2 separate regions of the Bactrocera dorsalis genome follow, and region 2 is linked to region 1. A link is a contact called in public Hi-C data. All regions are on one chromosome and are shown on one strand. The core of a region is the stretch at or near the end of the contact, and the rest is flanking DNA. Distances in the headings are between cores, read along the strand shown. Region 1 overlaps LOC105222577 (serine/threonine-protein kinase tousled-like 1). Region 2 overlaps LOC105222577 (serine/threonine-protein kinase tousled-like 1).

What was found. Hi-C and Micro-C count contacts between places; a contact is called where the count stands out from the background.
Region 2: a contact with region 1 is called in a Hi-C map of whole body, with 7 times the contacts expected there. The contact joins two enhancer-like sites. A contact is called at or near these places in 2 of 2 Hi-C or Micro-C datasets (both in whole body).

What each region holds. Positions count from the first base shown.
Region 1 is chr4:44,369,293-44,374,379 of ASM2337382v1, reverse strand. The region is part of intron 1 of LOC105222577 (serine/threonine-protein kinase tousled-like 1); the gene reads left to right. Among protein-coding and RNA genes, the nearest start is that of LOC125778435, 25 kb to the left of the region's middle. Within about 2 kb of position 2,674, the one cell type or tissue checked has open chromatin away from gene starts, as enhancers often do.
Region 2 is chr4:44,517,175-44,522,261 of ASM2337382v1, reverse strand. All of the region lies in intron 1 of LOC105222577 (serine/threonine-protein kinase tousled-like 1), which reads left to right. Among protein-coding and RNA genes, the nearest start is that of LOC105222577, 43 kb to the left of the region's middle. Within about 2 kb of position 2,326, the one cell type or tissue checked has open chromatin away from gene starts, as enhancers often do.

The sequences.
Region 1 (5,087 bases), core at 1,425-3,924:
GCAGCAACGCGTTCTCTAACCTAACCCAAAGCAAAACAACAATTTTAAGTTCAGTCGGTTAGTTGATTATTTTCGCTTCGCTTGGTCGCATGTGTGCGTTGTGTGTACGAGTCGAGTACATTTTGCTAATTTCACCTTGGTTCGCCTTGTCGACAACGAACAGTCGTTCGGTCTGTCTTTCTGTCAATCGATTGAACAGAAGACTGTGAGACGGTCGAACTTTCGGCACAAGCATTTGTGTTTGTGTGTACGTACCTTTCATACAATCACGATATACTTACATACATACACATGTATGCATCGTATTTAGTTAACTATAATTTATGTATATCGCGCTGTATATTGCAGTTACTAAGTGCAAGATGGTGTGGCGAGTTGCGACGAGACGAAATGAGAAACGTCGCGACGACGCGTAACCAATTGAAAACCAAAGCAACAGCAGCGGTATCCGAGTATCTTCTCTGCGTTCGTAACTGTCAGTGTTGGTCGCGCAGAGCGTTCATCGTGACGTGTGTTTAATTATTTGATCGACGGTTGAAAAATTTGCAAAAAACGAAACAACAAATACACACATTGGCAAAATTCACAAAGAAAACATAGAGAAGAGTGTAGAAAGAAATAAATGTAGACATATAAAGTAAGTGATAAATAATACATGCATAAAAGCAAAGTAGTGAAGAAATGAGATAAAAAATAAAATATTAATTTATACAAACATAGAAAAAATAGAAAAGAAAATCCTAAACACTTGTGCAAGTGCAAAGTAAATGCGAAAGAAAAATGTGAATGTTCTGCAGAGCAGAGAAGAGAGCGTAGAGGTCTCAGTAATTAACAGTGGCGTAGCAATAGCAGTCCCAGCGCCAACTCAGTCAAAAGAGCGACGCGCAAGAGAGAGCCAGCAAGCTAGTGCGCCGCGGTGTCATTAAAAGGCTACCACAATAATTTAATACGCTTAATAAGAAAAGGTGAAACAACAACACGCCAAATGACAAAAGCATAATAACAGCATAGGCCATATGTGTGCTGTCCGTAAGGTATACATATAATATATTTATGCACACGAAACATTCTAGCAAGTTCAAGTGATAGCAGCAGTCAAAGTGACAACAGTAAACGTAACGAAACGAAAATACCGGCGTTCGGACTGCTGCAAACCGAAAGTTATGTTACTAGCTCTGCTGCGCAACATTTATTATATGTGTATGCACATGTATATTTAAATTGGCAGCATCTTGTCTCCTCCGACCGGTTTCTATACCTTTTTTCCACATTGAGGAATAAGTGAAAATCGAACGGCGGAATAGAACGGCTAACGAAAAAATTGCAAGTGTAGTGTCTGTGTAGAAAACGGCAACAACGCAAACCAAAGAAACCAATAATGCCAAACGAGAGGCTATGATGTCGGTCGGTTGCTTACCATGGTGGTCAGTCATCTTTGTATCCCCCAACAAATCAACGACAACAGTGCACGTTTAATACATTTCGTGTAATCATTAATTTATATATGTATATACTTACAATAAAAACTCGGTTGTTTAACAGGGGAGTACGTGCGGTCAAAATTTATCAAATCCCTACAGCAGTTCAACTGCAATAAAAGAAAACCGAACGGCAAATAGAAACACAAAGTAGGAGAGAAAACAAAAGAAAATCAACAAAAGCAAAAAAATACATAGTAATTCTCTTGCTGTTGTGACTATTGAACTCTCGCATGCCGAGTGATTGTGCACTCGTTTGTTTACAATACAAACAAACAAACATCGTTTTAGTATAATTGTGATGTTTTTGTTGGTGGTGTTGTCGACGGCGATTACGACCGCGACCAACTAAACGAGCAGCTGTTTCGTGCCGGTTGTTCGTTTGTTGTGTTTATACCGATCAGCTGATTTCTCTTTACCTCGCGATTGACCTAACGACCAAATAACAGCCAGAATCAGCAGTGTCGTGTCGCCAACGTACAATTGCACAGAGATAGAGAGAGAGTGTAAAATTATTTGATAATTTGTATGTATACGAAATATTTGTGCGCGCGTGTGTATTTTTATTGGATTGTGCTGCATGTCGTCTAATTGTGCACATATGTTGCCCGCTGCTTCGGGCTTTGGTGGCGGTGTCGGTGGCGGCGGCGGCGTCGGCATCGGCGGTGGTGGCAGTAGCAGTAGTAGCGGTGCAGGCACTTTCACATATATTACAAATAATACTGCGGCCACAGTGCAGCCCATGTTGACCGAAATGGTTGTAGTGGCCGCGGCAGCGGCAGAGCAACAGCTGCATCGTCATCGTTCAAATTCGAATTTGATAACGAGCGGCAAGCCACAACCGTCGACGCCGCGCGGCAAGCGTCGTTGCATGAGTGCTAATGTCGCGGCACAACAACAAATAATGGGGCATACAACAACGACAACAACAGTAGCAGCGCCTATCACGAAACGAAATCGTAAACTGTTAACAACAGTGGCAGCAACAGCAACTGGAAAAACAACAGTCGAGAGAGTGAGTTTGAATTTTGACTTCCGCTTTGCGAAAGGGTTTATTTAGTGCGTAGTGTGTGCATATGAAATTTGTTCTATTTTTAATTTATCATTTTTATTTTTGTGCGCAACTGTGTAATCGTAAAGTGGGCGACGAGCAGCATACATGTTCGATGCCAGTTTGCTGCGCGTTTCGTGTTCCATTTTCAACTTCGGTATTCGGCTCTAACGAATTAGCAAGAGCACAAGAGCAAGCGCAATAGTAGTAATGTAGTGGTTTGCTCTCTTATTTAATCATTGCCTTGCACGTGCTTATGTTTTTTCCGGTACACATTTGACTTTTGTTGCTTTCGTCGACTTTTGAAGTTTTTGTTAGCGTTACATACTACCGTCCATAGGTATGTACATATGTATGTAAATTGTATGTATGTGCATTTAAATAAGTATATATTTCTTTGCTCAAATGTGGAGCAGTGCGAATGCCACAGACAGTTAATTTGAAAAATTGGATTAAATCGTTAAAGTCAGATTTGTGGTTGTGGGTCGTGTTTCTCACGCTGGGCGAGTATTATTGCCACGTTTGTTTCGGCTTTTGGTCACCAATTAATGAAGGCTGAGAGATATTATTGTGGGTGTTTGTTTGTATCTATGTGCTTAGTTTTTCTGCCTAAGATAGATTTTTGGAGTAAAGATGGTGAAAATTGATCTACAAATTTTTCTAAGTGAAAGTGCATTTCTAATAAAATTTTCATAACTATTAAATAATATTAATTGTTAAATCAATAATATTTTCTTTAAAAATCTCTAAATTAATTAAATAAATATCTAATTGTGGTCAAAATGAGACTGATGTTGAACAATCTGATATTAATGCTGGAAATTTGTTTGTGAAGATTTGATTTTTTTTCTTTTTTTTGGAAATTTCAATGTATTAATAATTTATATAAATTTGTATAAATAATTTTTAAATTTGAACAGAATAAAATTCAATTAACCGACATCCGAAACGAAAAATATTAATTACGATATTTTCTCCAAACTTATTTGTATTGACTCAGTGTGACCCTCCGAAAAATCAGTGATTTTCGCGATTGTTTTTTTAATGTAATGAAATTTACTAATGGTTCGGTTTTTTTATAAATAAATACATTCATGACCAACACAAAATGATTTTTTATGTTCATTTGATGAATTGTTGTACGATGTCCACGATTGCAGCCGCAATTTTGATCTAAAACAAAAATTTCCAAAAGATTATTTATCTGTAGGAAAGTCGCTATCGCGCTATGGAAGCTTTTTCTTTGAATTTACCGTTTTTCGACAGTTTTTCGTAGAAAAAATAGGAAGATTTGCAAAACCAGAAACAAATTTTTAATTCAAAAACACTGAATAAAAGGAAATAATAAGTAGCAAAATCGGAAAAAGCTAGAACACAATTCACATGTTTCATGTAAAAACTCTGATTAAAAATAAAAAACAGCAAGGTAGTAAAAAAGCCGGAACACCACCCCTCACATATAAGAAATTGTCTATCAGTTAGTGTATATGACAGTTACATAGTTATTCGAAGATTGCTGCATTGTCTTTGACAATAATCTATGCAGAATTTCGTAAAAATATCATGTCAAATAAAAAATGAATTTTATCGTTAAGTTTGTATGGCAGCTTTATAACTTCTCGGTGAAAAAGTGCATTTGCATAAAAGTGACGGACCTAGTTTATAAAGACGGACTGCTGTATGGACATACATACATATGTATGTAAATAGCTAAATAGACTCAGCTCGTTACGCTGAGGCCTCCGACGCATCTTTATAGCCCTTACAATCTTCCTGGCACACTTGATATACACTTTTTAGGGTATGAAAGCGTTAATCTCAAGTTTTGAATTAAAAATTTATCGCGCGCTTAGGCACTTCGTATTGATCCATTTTGGATATCTTTTGAAAAGTAAAACTTATTTTTAATAAAAATATCAATATTTTTTAAATTAGAGTTTGTCAGTTAGAAATATGTATCTTATCATTTTTCGTTCCAGCTTTTGATATGAAAAATAATGTTCTCTTTTTTGTTCTCAACTTTTTAATTATAAAATATTTTATCAATTTATAATTTTAATTTGTGGGATTAAACATTAGATTTCGGATTAAATTTTTTACTTTAAAATTCGCAAACCTAAAATTATAATTGTTTATCAATATTTCAGTATTTGAAAACCCCCTCATCCTAATACAATTATTTCCTATTTTCTAATATCATCCAACGTAAACTTTTAACAAAAAAAAATGTAAATAGAAAAATCGAAATGTGAAAACCGTTCCATAAAACGTGAACAAGCGATGAAAACAAAACATAAACACCGAACTGTTCAGAGAAAGAAACATCAAACATAACAGAAAATATCAAAACAACAGAGCGCTCACTCACCAACTGTTTGCAGCTCTCCATTGTTATTATTATTCCCCACTCAAATTAAATAAGTTGAAAAAACTCAAGTGCTTTTATAGTATATACAAACACACATGTGTGTAATTGCTTGTTAGTGCTATAAATAAATGCAAATGTTTGGTTGCCCTATTGGAATTTCTACAAGAGAGCGAACGCACTCACATTTCGC
Region 2 (5,087 bases), core at 1,077-3,576, 150 kb before region 1:
AAAAAAAAAAAAAATTTTAACTCGGCCATTGCGACGCCATTTCCGGTCACTCTTGGACTTGGACGAAAAGAAAACAGAAAATTGGATTTTTGCCACATTATTACAAAACAATGAAAATTTCGGGAGATTTTTTTTTCAAATAGTTGTAATAAAAAAAAATTCTTTGTCCAAGTTTTAAATAGTAGTATCTCAAAGACCTGTGTAAAATTTCAAAAAGATCGGTTGAGTAGTTTTTGAGGAATCTTGTTAACCGACTTCAAAACCACAGTCTCTAGAAAAATACGTTTGAAGACGGCACACTTAGCCTAGCTAGCCCTGAGTGCACACATTCTCAAGGCTGTATCTCCGAAAATATAACTCGGGTCAACTTAGGATAAACTTTTAGAAGTGTTTGATTAGGCAATATGTAGAAATAATCGATTTTTTGAGAACCGTAAACCCATGTAACCCCCCAAGTTTGTTGCTTAAGTCTTTTGTTTCAGGCAACTTACTAGCATACTTTCCGGGATTTATATAATTTTCTGTTTACCATACTACCAAAAAAAGTTTATATAGATGAAATGAAATATACAAAATTTTTTGATATGATTTTAGATTAAAAATTATAATGCGGTTAATTATACTAGTTTGAAATTGACGATAACAGTAAATTTATACTAGACAAATTGTTCACGGCATTAACACAGCAGCGGAATACAAACTAATTAACATATGAAAATCGAACTTCACACTAACATAAAAAAGATTGTACCAATCTAGGAAAACAAATTTGATGCTTTCCACAGATGAGCCTTTAGTTTTACCTTATGAGGTTCAGCTAATATCAAGTTAAAAAAAAGTCTTTCAGGCTAGCGATTTCAATAAGTACTTCAATCAGACATTCAGCCTTAGTTTTGATAAAGTATCTATTTGCTGCTTCAATTCATCGCGCGCTCCACAGTACATTGTTGACCATATGACGAGCAGTTGAACCGGTCTCGAGTTATCAGCAACGCGCATACTCTCAATGGCGCGCGCTCGCGCTCGCTCTCTCCCTCTCTTTCTCTGTGTTGTTTTTAGTAGTGGTGGTGGGTCGCCGGTTTGCCGGCTAGCGCGTCGTAACCCACATTTTGAAGGTAAATTTTGTGCGGCAATCGTTCATCGCCAGCTACTTGCTGTTTCGTCATGTACGACTCTGGTTGCCTGTTACATTGGCGGTTACACGCTGTCGACTTGTGTGCACGCGCGCGCTTGGCCGCTTCATCAATGCAGCTGATTGCCTGCCTGCCTGCCGTGTTATATATAATACCTATTATAATAAGCCATGTATGAAAGCGCCGCTGAACTACAAAACGCTTATTATGCGTTATCGATAACGACCGCTCAACCGCTCGACTGTGCGGTTGACAATGCAATGCGCCATGCCATGTGTTTGTCTACATATGCATGCAGCGTGAACTGCTTAGGCAGGCGGTACGCTTCGTAATTTGTTGTGCATTCACTAGTGAATTTTTTGTTGTTTTTCTTATTGTTCAGCTGTTATCAGTTTTGCCTTTCTGAACTCGTGCGCTGAGCGTCGTGCCGGTGCGCTCATATTTTGCTGAGGGCGCGCCGCTCTATCAACGCGTTCTCATTCATGCGCTCGTTCGCTTTACTTCGCACTAGATTTCTGTTGTGTTCTCATGTTGGTGTAGCGTTCTCTCATTTGTGATGTTGTTGTTGAACATGTTGTTGTTTCTTTTCCATTCAACCGCTTTGTTTACCTTTTGCCACCCTGCGCGCTGCCGCTCTCACCGCTGACAAAGCGAGCAACCCCAACGCGTTGAGCGGCATGCCGCGGCGCGGCGCGGCACAGCGCGTTCGTTCGTTTTTATGCTCGCTCGTTTGCCTGCCTTTGGCGGTGTTTCGCATGCTTGGCGCTTTGTTTGCTGTTGCTTTGCGCTCGCTTCTGGTTTTGAATTTCTGTTTGGTGCGCGTTTGCTTGCTGACGCGGCTGTTCCCCTAATCTTTCCCTCGAATATCGAATCTCGATTTCGATGAGATTTTGCCGCCGAGTTCGTTGTAATTTTTTTCTTTTCAAAAACAAAACACACTTTCTTTTTAAATCTTTGCAAAATTTAACAATAAATAAATATGCTACTAAATAAAAAGATCAACCAGAAATGAATACAATAAACGACGTTGTTGTTTTTTTTTGTCGCAAACACCAACTGCCGCTACAGTGTATACAACAACCACAACAAACAAATGTGCCAAGTCCGCCAACCGGCAATGTTATGGCAGGCAGTGAGTGTAGAGTGTCTAGCCGCCATATTCCAAATGTTGTGCTATATAGTGTGTTGAACAAGTGAATGCGCGCGCCAGCCGGTCAACAGCCAAACAACCGTCTGCCGCGAGCCGCTACGGTGCTGTGAATGTCGGTCGGTAAATGTTGCCGCAAAAACCTACCGATAGCTACCGGCCTTGCCTCCGCAACATGCACGTCGACGTCTCATGCCTAATTGCTTCCCATCGTGCCAACGTACGTACGTACACTATCGTGCTATCGTGCAAAGGCGGAGGCGTCAACGTCGTTGTTAGGTGGTGGATTTGCGTCGCTACAACATCGTCGGCAATATGTTATATGTGCTTGCTTTATTTAATCACTTTACCATATTTAATTCTGTCAAAACTAGCAATGAGCCACAAGCGATTTAAGTAATAAAAACAGCAATCAGCTGTTTACAGTCATACTATAACCAGCTAGTCAGGCCAGTCAGCTAACATTTGCTGCCGCGCGCAACAGCAAACGCCGTCACAGTCAACAATTGACTGAATGGCGCTAACGTGCTGCTGTTGACAGCCCCAGCTCAAGCAGTCGACAACTATACCGACACCGACAACGACAACGACAAAAACAACATCGACGACGCCGACGACCACGACCCCAACGTCGGAAAGCGAAGCAATCCGATGTGACGCCTTGGCTCTTATTAACTCGTTGCAATAACACCATACACACACACACACATACTAATGCCAACTTGTTTCCAACGTCAGTGCCGACGACTCTCACCGTCAAAAAACAACAACTATTACGCGCTCTTCATATCATCCAACCAACCACACGCCATATATAATACCGGCAGCCACTAACCACCAACACTCCAACAGCCGGCCAAGCAAACACTTCATACTTGTACACTCATTCCATCAAATAATCCAGCTAACCAAACAACCGTATAAGCAACCGACAACAAACCAAAACCATCCATCCGACCAGTTCGTTGCTTTCCTCTACGACTCTTGTTGTCGTCGTCGTCTGCTGTGTAGGGCAGCAGCGGGTGTGGCTGGGGGTGGGTAGCGTGTGAACTTTTTTACCCACTACTCCTTTAGACTACTTATACGCCCCGTGGTCGTTTTTCTGCTGCATCAGCACATATAATATTTAAGCGAGTACGTTTACATTCATCCATTCGCACATTCCCAAACATACAAACACACACACAAACACATACAATCAGCGCACTCATTGTACAAGTGGAATCTCTCTGAGTGAGTGGTGGCGTTTTTATTACTTTGACTGCCGTTGTTGGTGCTTCGTGCGCGTCGTTGCTGTCGTGTTATTTTGAATGAATCAACATTGAAAACCAAAACAGATGATTAGCCTAGTAAACTGAAACCAGAAAGCCAGACGGCACGACACGAAGCGTTAACAACAATGAGACGACAACAACGAAACTGGTCGGCTGCATGATGACGTTGAGCTGAAAGAGCGTGTGAGCGCCACTGTTACATATACAGCTTTATAAAGAGGTTGCCAGATTTTGCAATTGTTTGAATTTTGCGGATTTTTGGATTTGTGTGGTAGAACCCAATTAAAATCTGTTTGGTTTTGATTTTTATAGAAAAAAAAAAAAAAAAATGTTGTCTTTAAAGGCGAACGGGGTCATAAGCTCTCACTTCAGTTCCCGTGAAAGCTTTATTCTCAGAAATTATGGATATCTCCCAAGTTTTGATAACTTTTGATTTCCCTTCAAGGAATTCGAAGAAGAGAAAGATTTTTTAACTTTCTATTTCTAAAAAGCCAATTAGACATTTGAAATTGCATTACTTAAGAATGTCTTGATTTACGGTGGAGTGAATAAATCTCAATGTACACTATCCGATCAAATTTGACCCGGACTGGTGTGCGAGCCGAACGAATCGATAATTTTTTTTAGAATAGTATAATCCTTTTTTATGTTCGTAAGAAATTTGATCCCTATATATTAATTGGTGTGGGTTTGGCAACTGCTTGCCCAAAGTGCGAAAGGTTTGTCTGACGATTTTTACATGAAAATATTACGTCGAAACAACAAAAATTTGTATTTCTAATAGAATCTCGGGCCTGAGTTCTGAACTGGTTGTTCAAAAGACTAGAAAAATGGAGGAAAATATATCTCTTCATGGAAGAGTGTGAGATTCATTCACAGCTACAATTAAAGTACATATCTGGGAGTACTAGACCCAAGGTTTAATTTTAAAGATCACCTGGAATACACTGCAGGCAAAGCGAATAAAATCCTCAACGCATTATCAAGAATGATGGCAAATAAAGGTTGCGTCCGCGATTTTTTTACTCGAAAAGTAAATAAGATCGGTTGTATTATATGCGGCTCCAATATGGATCTAGGCGCTAGGCCTTAAAGCGTATGCCAGACAAATAAGCACAGTACAACGCTGTCAGCACAAAGAGTTGACAGTGCCTTCCGAATAATATCAAGCGATGCTGCTGAAGTAATAGGCAGTATGGTGTCCATTGAAACCCAGGGTGACGAATACGAATATAAGTTATCAGAGCTGTCTATAGGAGACAAAGGAGAAGAGAGCGCAAAAACTTAACAATATGGCAGCAGCGGTGGCTAAAAAGTTTTGTGAACCCGGCATCCATTCGTGGATAGATAGACGACATGGGGACCTCGATTTCCACCTAACACAGATTCCAGCACGACATTATTCCGAATTGTCTGATGTGTTCGGTTTGAAGACTCTCGGTATTAGTATTGCAGTGAAAAATTTGGCGACACTCATGTGTCAGCTCATGACAAAACTGAGACATATAGAGCAGCAGCCGTCAGTCTGTGCAA